Linked DNA regions of Sus scrofa: region 1 is linked to region 2. A link is a contact called in public HiChIP or PLAC-seq data. All regions are on one chromosome and are shown on one strand. The core of a region is the stretch at or near the end of the contact, and the rest is flanking DNA. Distances in the headings are between cores, read along the strand shown. Region 1 holds the start of NFIC (nuclear factor 1 C-type). Region 2 overlaps NFIC (nuclear factor 1 C-type).

Region 1 (4,097 bases), core at 23-2,522, 50 kb before region 2:
CCTGGGGGAGCAGGGAACCACTTCCCCAAAGGGGTCCCAGAATCCTGGAGCCCCAGTTGAAGGGAAGTGAGGTCGCAGGCGGGGGGTGGGGAATCCAGACAGCAAAACCGCAACAGAATCTCCTTCACCCCATGGGGTACCGGCCAGCCCCCCTCCCGTCGTCCCCCAGTTGCGCCAGACGCAGAGCCGGGAAGGGGGGCGGGGGGCGGAGAGAAGGGGGCGGTGCCTACTCTGCGGCTGCCGGAGGAGGAGGAGGGGGGACTGCGGGAAAGCGCTCGGCCGGGTGGGGGGGGGCGCTGCGGCACGGCTTCCCAGCCCGCGGCCCGCGCAGCAGGGGCGGGGGCGCTGACCCTCCTCGGCCCGACCCCTCCCCCCCACCCCGCGGAGGCCTCGCCATTAATCCTGACTTGGGGAGGGGGCGCCCGCTCCCCCCCATACACCTACCGAGCCGCCGCGCGTTCTCCCCGCCCCCTGCCCTGCCTGGAGCCCCTGCGGGACCCTCAGGGAACCCCTGCCCCCCCAGGTCTGTCGCCCTCGGTGTCCAAGTCTCTGTCTGTATCCCCATCTGTCCCGTCTCTCCGCTGTGCTTGTTTGTGTCTGTGTATCCGGGACACCTGCACTCACTGGCAAGGGTGGCTGCCGCGATGGCCTAGGGGAAGGGGTCCTGGGGGTCGGCTTGTGGGTCCGTCCAAGGTCTGAAGTGTCTTTCTACTATTGTCAATCCGTGTGAGTGTCTGAGTGCCCCTGCAGGCTGTGAGTCTGTGTATGCAACAGCATGGAGGCTGTGGGTGTCTGGGTGACACCCAGCAGGCTGTAAGCATGTGGGTCCCCGTGTGTCTGTCTGGGTGACACCCACAAGCTGTGAGTGTGAGTCTGTGTTCGTGGCATCCTGCAAGAGGTGTGTGTCCGAGAACCTCATCGGCTGTGAGCGTGGGCCCCGTGGGTATCTAGGTGACACCCGTAGGCTGTGTGTCTGTAACACGATGCAGGCGCGGCGGTGTGCGTTCTGTGTCGGTGTCGGAGTCGAGGAGGCCCGGTCCGCGCGTGTCCCCAGCCGTCTGCGTGCGTGTGTGTGTATGTGTGTGTATATGTGTGTGAGCGCGCGCGCGCGCGGTGAAGGTGGATCCGTTCCCTCCGCAGCGAGCCCGACTCGGGCCCCACTACCCGCCGCTACGACCGCTCGCCTGGCCTTCCCTGGTGAGGGCCGGACGGAGGATGGAGCCGCAGAGGGAGCCGCCGCAGCCGGGGCCGGGGCGCAGAGCCGCCTGAGGCGCGGGCGGTGCGCGGGACCGGGGGGAGGGCGGGCCGAGGGGAGGGTCCTGGGCCGAGGGGGGGCGGGCGCGGCGAGCCCCCTCCCTCGCGCGCTCGCTCCCTCCCCCGCGCGCCCTCCCTCGCCGCCTCCTCCCGCCGCCTCCGGCCCCCCCTCGCCGGGGACCGAGCGCGCTCGCTCCGGCGCCGGCCTCGCCTCCTCGCAGCAGCGCCATGGTACGTCGCCGCCCCCACTTTCGTTTTCGCCCGGGGAGTTTTTGGGGTGGTGCGTGGGCTCCGGGCGAAAGTTGCGATGTCTGGGGGGCAGGGGGCGGGGGCCGCCCAGGGGAGGGGCTCAATGTGAGGACCCCCCCCCTTCCCGCCCGCAGCCCGGGGACCTCCGCCCGCCGATCCACAACCCCCCCGCCAGCGGCTGGGGGCGGAGCTGGTGCGCGGGTCGCAGCCGGGGACCCCAAATGGGGGCCCCTCGAGGGCGCCGCGGAGTTGGTGGGGAGGGCGGGGCTCCCGAGAGAGGGTCCCCCCCCAGGCCAGGCCCCCGCCCCCTCCCTGGCCAGGCGGGAGGCGGGAGGGCGCGACCCAGGGCACAAGACCCCCAAGCTCGCAGCCCGCGGGGGAGCCGGGGCCAGGGAGGGGGCGCGGAACCGGGCCGTGAGGGGTTGGGGTCGCGGCGGCCCCTGCGGGGTGTCCCGGCCCGGGTAAGCGCGGCGCGCCAGCTAGCGGAAAATGGCCGCTGCGGAGAGGGGCGGAGAGCGCGCAGCGGCCGCCGCCGGGCGCCTTGAACTTGGAGCCGGGCGGGCGGCCGCGCTGAGCGCCGCGCAGGAGCAGCCGCCCGACTAGCCCTCGTGCCGCCTGAGCCCCGCCCCCGGGCCGACCCCGGCCCTGCCGCTGATCAGGCCGGGTCCTAGCCGAGAGGGGTCAAGGGGTCTAGGCCGGGCGCGCCCCAGGCCCGCCAGCGCCGGTAGCTGCTCTTGAGGGTTCCGGTGTCCGGTCCGCTGTTGTTGGTGGCATCCGCACTCGATGGGTGCGTTTGGAGACCCCTGCGCTCTCAAACGAGTCGGCACAGTAGTCCGGGGAGTGCGTTCGCGGGTCTGTGCGGCTGGGTGGCCCCATCCATGTCCATGGTCCCCAGGCGTGGGGTCTTCTTCTTTATGTATCTGTGTGTCTGCGCATCCACGTGGCTGTGTGTGTTGTGTTGCGTGTGTTAAGAGCATTGTGCGGCTATGGGACAGTGTGTGTGTTGAGGTAACTGGGCGACTCTGCCATGCGTCCCCTTTGGGGCGGTGTTGTGAAGTTGTGTGGCAGGGTTGTGTGTTCCCCGGGGACGTGATGTCCCTGGGTGACCGTGGGGGTGTCCCCATGTGAGTATGTGGGGGTTAGGGGGTTGCCAGTGAGTGGGGATCTGTGTCGTGTGGGTGCATCTCAGGGGGCAGTTTAATGTCGCTGTGTACCTTTGGCGTTGAGTGACTATTCCTGGGGATGGGTCTACACTCTTCACCCACCCCTCCAGTTCCATTTTTCCTTTAATCCAGGCTTCAAGGTGCCGGACGAATACTTCCTCTACCTTGCCACAGCTCTGCCTCCTCCACTCACTCCCCACAGGGTCTCCTCCTGTTCCCCCTGCCTTAGGGTGCCCCAGCCGCGCAGCTCCAGGTGGTCCCAGCTTGAGGTTCGGGCGCGAGGTGGCGCCGGGACGCGATCACTTGGCCGGCGACGTCTCCCGTGAGGGGCTGCGCCTGCGCGGGGACCTGGCCCAGAGGGGGGCGGGGCAGCGGGTTCTCCCCCCACACACACCCCGCCTATGAGGAGGTCTCTAGGGATGGATGGGTGGTTACCGATACGTGCGGGTTCGGTCTGGACCAGGAGGTGGCCCAGAAGACCCCCTTTGCCCTGTTGGGCTGGGAGACGCTCCCCCAGCTCTGCCTCCCAGCGTTCACCCCCAGACTGGGCCAGACACACCGTGTTGTTACTCTCTGCTCCAGGGGAATCACTGCTGGGTCCCCACCCCCCACCCCAGGGCACTTTATATAATTTTCTATATATAAAAGCCCCAAGGCCTGAGTCCTTTTTACCTTCAACATGCACCCCCTTTTGAGGAGCTGTTTGGGAAGGGGAGAAAAATAGGTCTCAAATGGACACAGGGGTCCATGCATACATAACACTCAGGGTCCCCAGCTCAGGTAAGCTTGCCCACCCTCTCAGTCCCCTCCACTCTGGCACTCACCCTCCCCTCTACCCTTGCTCAGACACACAGCTCCCCAGCCCATTCGGAGCACTGCCCTCTGCCCTGCGCCTCACTCACCTCCATCCTCTCCTGTCACTTGGTGCACACTCCCATGACACACCCTCACAGCCACACATGTCCAGAACTCTGCCCACAAACAGGTGCACCCACAGCCACACACAGAGGCACACAAACACACACACTCACAGACAGGCACCTGCATTTGTGGAAAGCAGAAGAGATAAGCCCATCCTACCCTCTGCCTACCTCCACTCCAAGCCAGGTCCTGTCCTTGCAGGGTCTGGGGAGCAAAGACCCCAGTTGTGGCAGGAGCTGGTGGGGACCAGCCCAAGGGAAGAGCAGAAATGCGGTGTGCTGTAGGTTACTGTGTGCGTGTGTGTTGTGTGTGGCAGTGTATAAATACTGGAAGGACTTCTGCCTGGCATGAGTGTGCTGGTATAGTTGTGTTCGGGTATGAGTGTATTGTTGTAGCTGATTGTGTGTGTGTTGTGCTTGGGGTTGTGCAGGCACTCGTGTGGGTTGTGTGTCCCTCTGTGTGAGTCTGTATGACCATGTGTCACCTTGGGTCTGGATATCTGTATCTGTT
Region 2 (4,114 bases), core at 468-2,967:
CTGGAGGGCTTAGCTGGCCATCCTTGGGCTGCAGGGGACAGGGGGCACCGGGGCTGGGTCCAGCCCCTAGAGTCAGGGTGGCCTAAAGGTATCAAGGGGGGGCGGGGAGCAGACCTAGCTTGGGTGACCGCTTGCTGACCCCCATCCTCCTACTCTTCCAGACACCACCGACTTCCAGGAGAGCTTCGTCACCTCTGGTGTGTTCAGTGTCACTGAGCTCATCCAAGTGTCCCGGAGTAAGTGTCCTCACCCACACTGTGCTGGGACCCACAGTGCGGAGGGGGGTTGGAAAGGAGAAGTGTCTTCAGGATGGGGGCTTCAAGAGGAAAAAGGATTTGGGGAGAGGCAGGGCTCAGAGAAGAAGAAGGAGCCCAGCACCCTGCCCCACTCCCCCATGTCCTCTCTAGCCACAACTGTCACCGAGCCAAAGTTCCTAGGAAGGACGGTATCCAGACCCCAGAGCCCAAGGTTAGGGCAAAATGCTCTTCCCCAGGAAAGACTCCAGGTGATTGGTGGAAGGGCTAAAGAAACTTCTGCCCCAGCATCCCCACTTCCTGGGGCCTCCCTCACCCCCCCAGGAGGAGACCCCAGAGGGCCCCTCCCCCATCTGCTTTGCTCCCTATCCTCTTGCCTTACTTGTGGACCTGCGGGGGACCCATATGAAACCCCCCCCCCAGACACCCCTGTTTGAATCCTGCCACAAATAGCTCTGGGCATTGTCCTGCCTTAACCCTAACCATTGCCCTCCCTGCCCAGATCAGCAGAGCCTGGCCTCTGGGAGTGCCAGGAAGCCTGGCCTCCAGCTCTGGCTATGCCTCTACCTCACAGTGTGACCTTGGCCTCTTTCAGTGGCCTGGTGCTTCTGATCCATAGAATAAGGCCAGCTTCAGCCAAATTGGGAAACTGGTCAATTTGGGAAGGGGTTCCCTTTCAGACTGCCAGCCCTCAGATGGCTCCCCCCACCTCTCCAGGGCAAACTGCAGCCCTGGGCTTTGTTCCCTCCCTCACTCTCCTCTCTGTTGCCCTCCACAGCACCTGTGGTGACTGGAACAGGACCCAACTTCTCCCTGGGGGAGCTTCAGGGGCACCTGGCATATGACCTAAATCCAGCCAGCACTGGCATGAGAAGAACGCTACCCAGCACTTCCTCCAGCGGGTATGTGCCCAAAGCCAAACCTATGGTCATTTGACGGCCCCCCGCCCACTTCCATCCAGCCCCATCTTGTTCATTCCTCTCTCTGTTTTCACATTCCACCTGGGAAACTTACTCATCCTTCAAAACCCAGCTCCCAAGTGATTCTTTCCCCAGCCCTGATGTCCTACTCTGGGCTCCCACAGCCTCGAGTCCTGCAAGCCCACACCTTAAGACTACATAAGAATGCAGACACCGGTTCTTTCTGAGATACGCTATATAACCATGAGTCGATCACATTGTCTGCCTCGGTTTCCCCATCTGTAAAATGGGATCATACTCCTACTGAATTATTCAGAGGATCGCAGTAGGCCAAGGCCTTCAGCACTTTAGGCTCCACTCTGCTAGCTTGCTAGCTTGGACCTCGACTGAGTCCTTCCCTGCCTCTAGCCCCAGGCATCCCATCCCAGTAACTGGCAGGTTGAAACAGGTGTTAAGTGAGAACCAGCTGCAGGTCTGCGGCTCGCATTCTGTCTCGCGATAGCACTGCCTTCGCCCCGCCCCCTAAGAGCCGGAAGGAGCGAAGCCCGCCTGGCCCACTGCATCTCCCTGGTAACCGTCTTATTGGCTTCCTCCCCTCGTCCCTTAGGAGCAAGCGGCACAAATCGGGCTCGATGGAGGAAGACGTGGACACGAGCCCCGGCGGCGATTACTACACCTCGCCCAGTTCTCCCACGAGTAGCAACCGCAACTGGACGGAGGACATGGAAGGAGGTGGGGCTGGCGGCGCGGCGGGGGCGGGCCGGCCTTCCGGTCGCGGTTACAGCGGCTGGGCTGGGACTACGTATTCCGTCAGGCACTGCGGGAGACGCTAGGGAGCTGGGAACCGGCCTGGAGCCGCGGGACCTCCTGGGAATTGTAGTCGCGCCGGCTGTGCACGTTTGGAAGTAAAGTTCCGGAACTCTTTGGTTCCGCTTTGGCCGGGGTGGGCGGAGATTATCAATTGCCCGGCTTTCCTGCGCTTTGCCTGTAAGGGCCAATCTCTGTGGGGTTCCGGATCTACAGAATTGACTTAGTAGCGGTTGAGATCTACGGGATGCTTCTTCCTGGAGTCTGCTATAGACCGTCAGCTATAAGGGTCGTCGCTAGAAGGTCCTGCGATGTAGGCTCCCTTCTCGCTGGGTCCTCCTTGGAGTTCCTGTTTTTACAGGATTTCCATCTCCGTAGGATCTTGCTCCATGTGATTCCAGTTCCATAGGAGCCCCGCCTCTTTTCTCATAGCGTCTTTTTCCCGTAGATTTTCTTGTTGCTCTTCTGTCCTCCTAGGGTCCTCTCCAGAGGATTCCTTTCATGGGATTCCTGTTCTGTAGGGTCAGTGGTTCCGAAGGGTCTCTTTTCTGTCGAGCGCTGCTTCATCGGGATTCTTTGTTTGTTTACCGTCTCCCCAGGAGCTTTTTCTGAAGATTTCCCTGTGGAGTTCCCTTCACTGTGGTTCTCATCTAAAAAATCCCTTTCACCTTCTGATTTTGCTGCTCTCTAGCGGGTCAGCATCCGTGACTTTCAGGAAATTGTTAGCAAAGTAGCCTGAAGGAAGGGTGACCCTGGCATTCCTCAGATCCTCAGCTGGGTCTGTGCCCCAAAATTTTAGAAGCATGGCTCTTCCCAGCCCCCATCTTGTATCAAAACTTCATGCCAGAGGATAGCCTAGTGGTTACAAACATGGGCAGTCGAGTCCCTCAGCCCTTAGCTTCCTGGTGACCCCACCTCTCTGGGCCTCAGTTTCTTTGTGGAGGGGGGGTGTGGTGTGGCGCCTGAACCCTCGGCATATGGAAGTTCCCAGGCCAGGGGTCAAAGTGAGTTCCCAGACTAGGGGAGGGAGCAGCAGCTGCCAGCCTAAGCCATGGCCACAGCCACAGCAGCACGGGATCCCAGCTGTGTCTTCAGCCTACAGCACAGCAGCTCATGGCAACACAGGGTCCTTAACCCACTGAACGAGGCCAGGGATCAAACCCGAATCCTCATGGATCCTAGTCGGGTTTGTTAACCACTGAGCCACTAAGGGAACTCTGGGCCTCAGTTTCTTCATCTGTAAAATAGGTATGTTAATACCTGGCAGTAACCACCTCATAGGGTTGTTGTAGGAACTAAGTGGATTAATACATATGATCCCTAAAACAAGCTTGGCACATAATAAGTGCCCAGAATACCTTATGATTATTTCCCTCTCTCCTTCTCTTCTCTCCCTGCTACTTATCCTTGTAGAGTCCAATTTCTCATAAAGATCTGTCTGTACAAAAAAAAAAAGATCTGGGGAGTTCCCGTCGTGGCTCAGTGGTTAACGAATCCAACTAGGTACCATGAAGTTGTGGGTTCGATCCCTGGCCTTGCTCAGTGGGTTAAGGATCCGGCGTTGCCGTGAGCTGTGGTGTAGGTTGCAGATGTGGCTTGGATCCCGTGTTGCTGTGGGTCTGGCGTAGGCTGGCAACCACAGCTCCGATTAGACCCCTAGCCCGGGAACCTCCATATGCCACGGAAGTGGCCCTAGAAAAGACAAAAAAAAAAAAAAGATCTGTCTGTAAAAAGGGCCATACTGAAGTTCCCACTGTGGCTCAGTAGGTTAAGAACCCATTATAGTATTGGCGAGAATGTGGGTTCAATTCCTGGCCTCGCTCAGTGAGTTAAGGATCCGGTGTTGCCGCAATCTGCAGATGCAGCTTGAATCTAGCGTTGCTGTGATTGTGGCATGGTCCGGCAATTGTAGCTCTGATTCGACCCCTAGCCTGGGAACCAACATATGCCACGGGTGCAGCCCTAAAAAGACAAAAGACCAAACAAACAACAAAAGAAGTGCCCAGAAAACAGAAGTTTCTTGGTCAACATTTCCATATCTTTATAAAAATTCTCATCTCTTTAAATCGGTCTCTAACACATCTGGTTGTGACATTGGAGGTTCCATGTGTCCTCCTTCCTCAGGAGGGCTTC

What was found. HiChIP or PLAC-seq counts read pairs in DNA pulled down with a chosen protein or histone mark.
Region 1: a contact with region 2 is called in an H3K27ac HiChIP or PLAC-seq map of alveolar macrophages. The contact joins the promoter of NFIC here to the enhancer-like site in region 2. A contact is called at or near these places in 2 of 5 promoter capture datasets (both in liver), 15 of 47 Hi-C or Micro-C datasets (alveolar macrophages, blood, brain and 8 more) and 2 of 2 datasets of contacts at active chromatin or transcription factors (alveolar macrophages and skeletal muscle).

The regions. Positions count from the first base shown.
Region 1 is chr2:75,259,665-75,263,761 of Sscrofa11.1, reverse strand. NFIC (nuclear factor 1 C-type) reads left to right here and starts at 1,272. Exons shown (of 10, transcript XM_021084131.1): 1 at 1,272-1,485. The coding sequence starts at 1,483.
Region 2 is chr2:75,210,279-75,214,392 of Sscrofa11.1, reverse strand. NFIC (nuclear factor 1 C-type) reads left to right here. Exons shown (of 10, transcript XM_021084131.1): 4 at 162-236; 5 at 1,033-1,156; 6 at 1,782-1,906. Among named protein-coding and RNA genes, the nearest start is that of SMIM24, 33 kb to the right of the region's middle. Within about 2 kb of position 1,717, at least 58 of the 83 cell types and tissues checked have an H3K27ac peak or open chromatin away from gene starts, as enhancers often do. A contact at or near this core is called in alveolar macrophages, embryonic fibroblasts, fetal liver and 3 more, where this site is marked.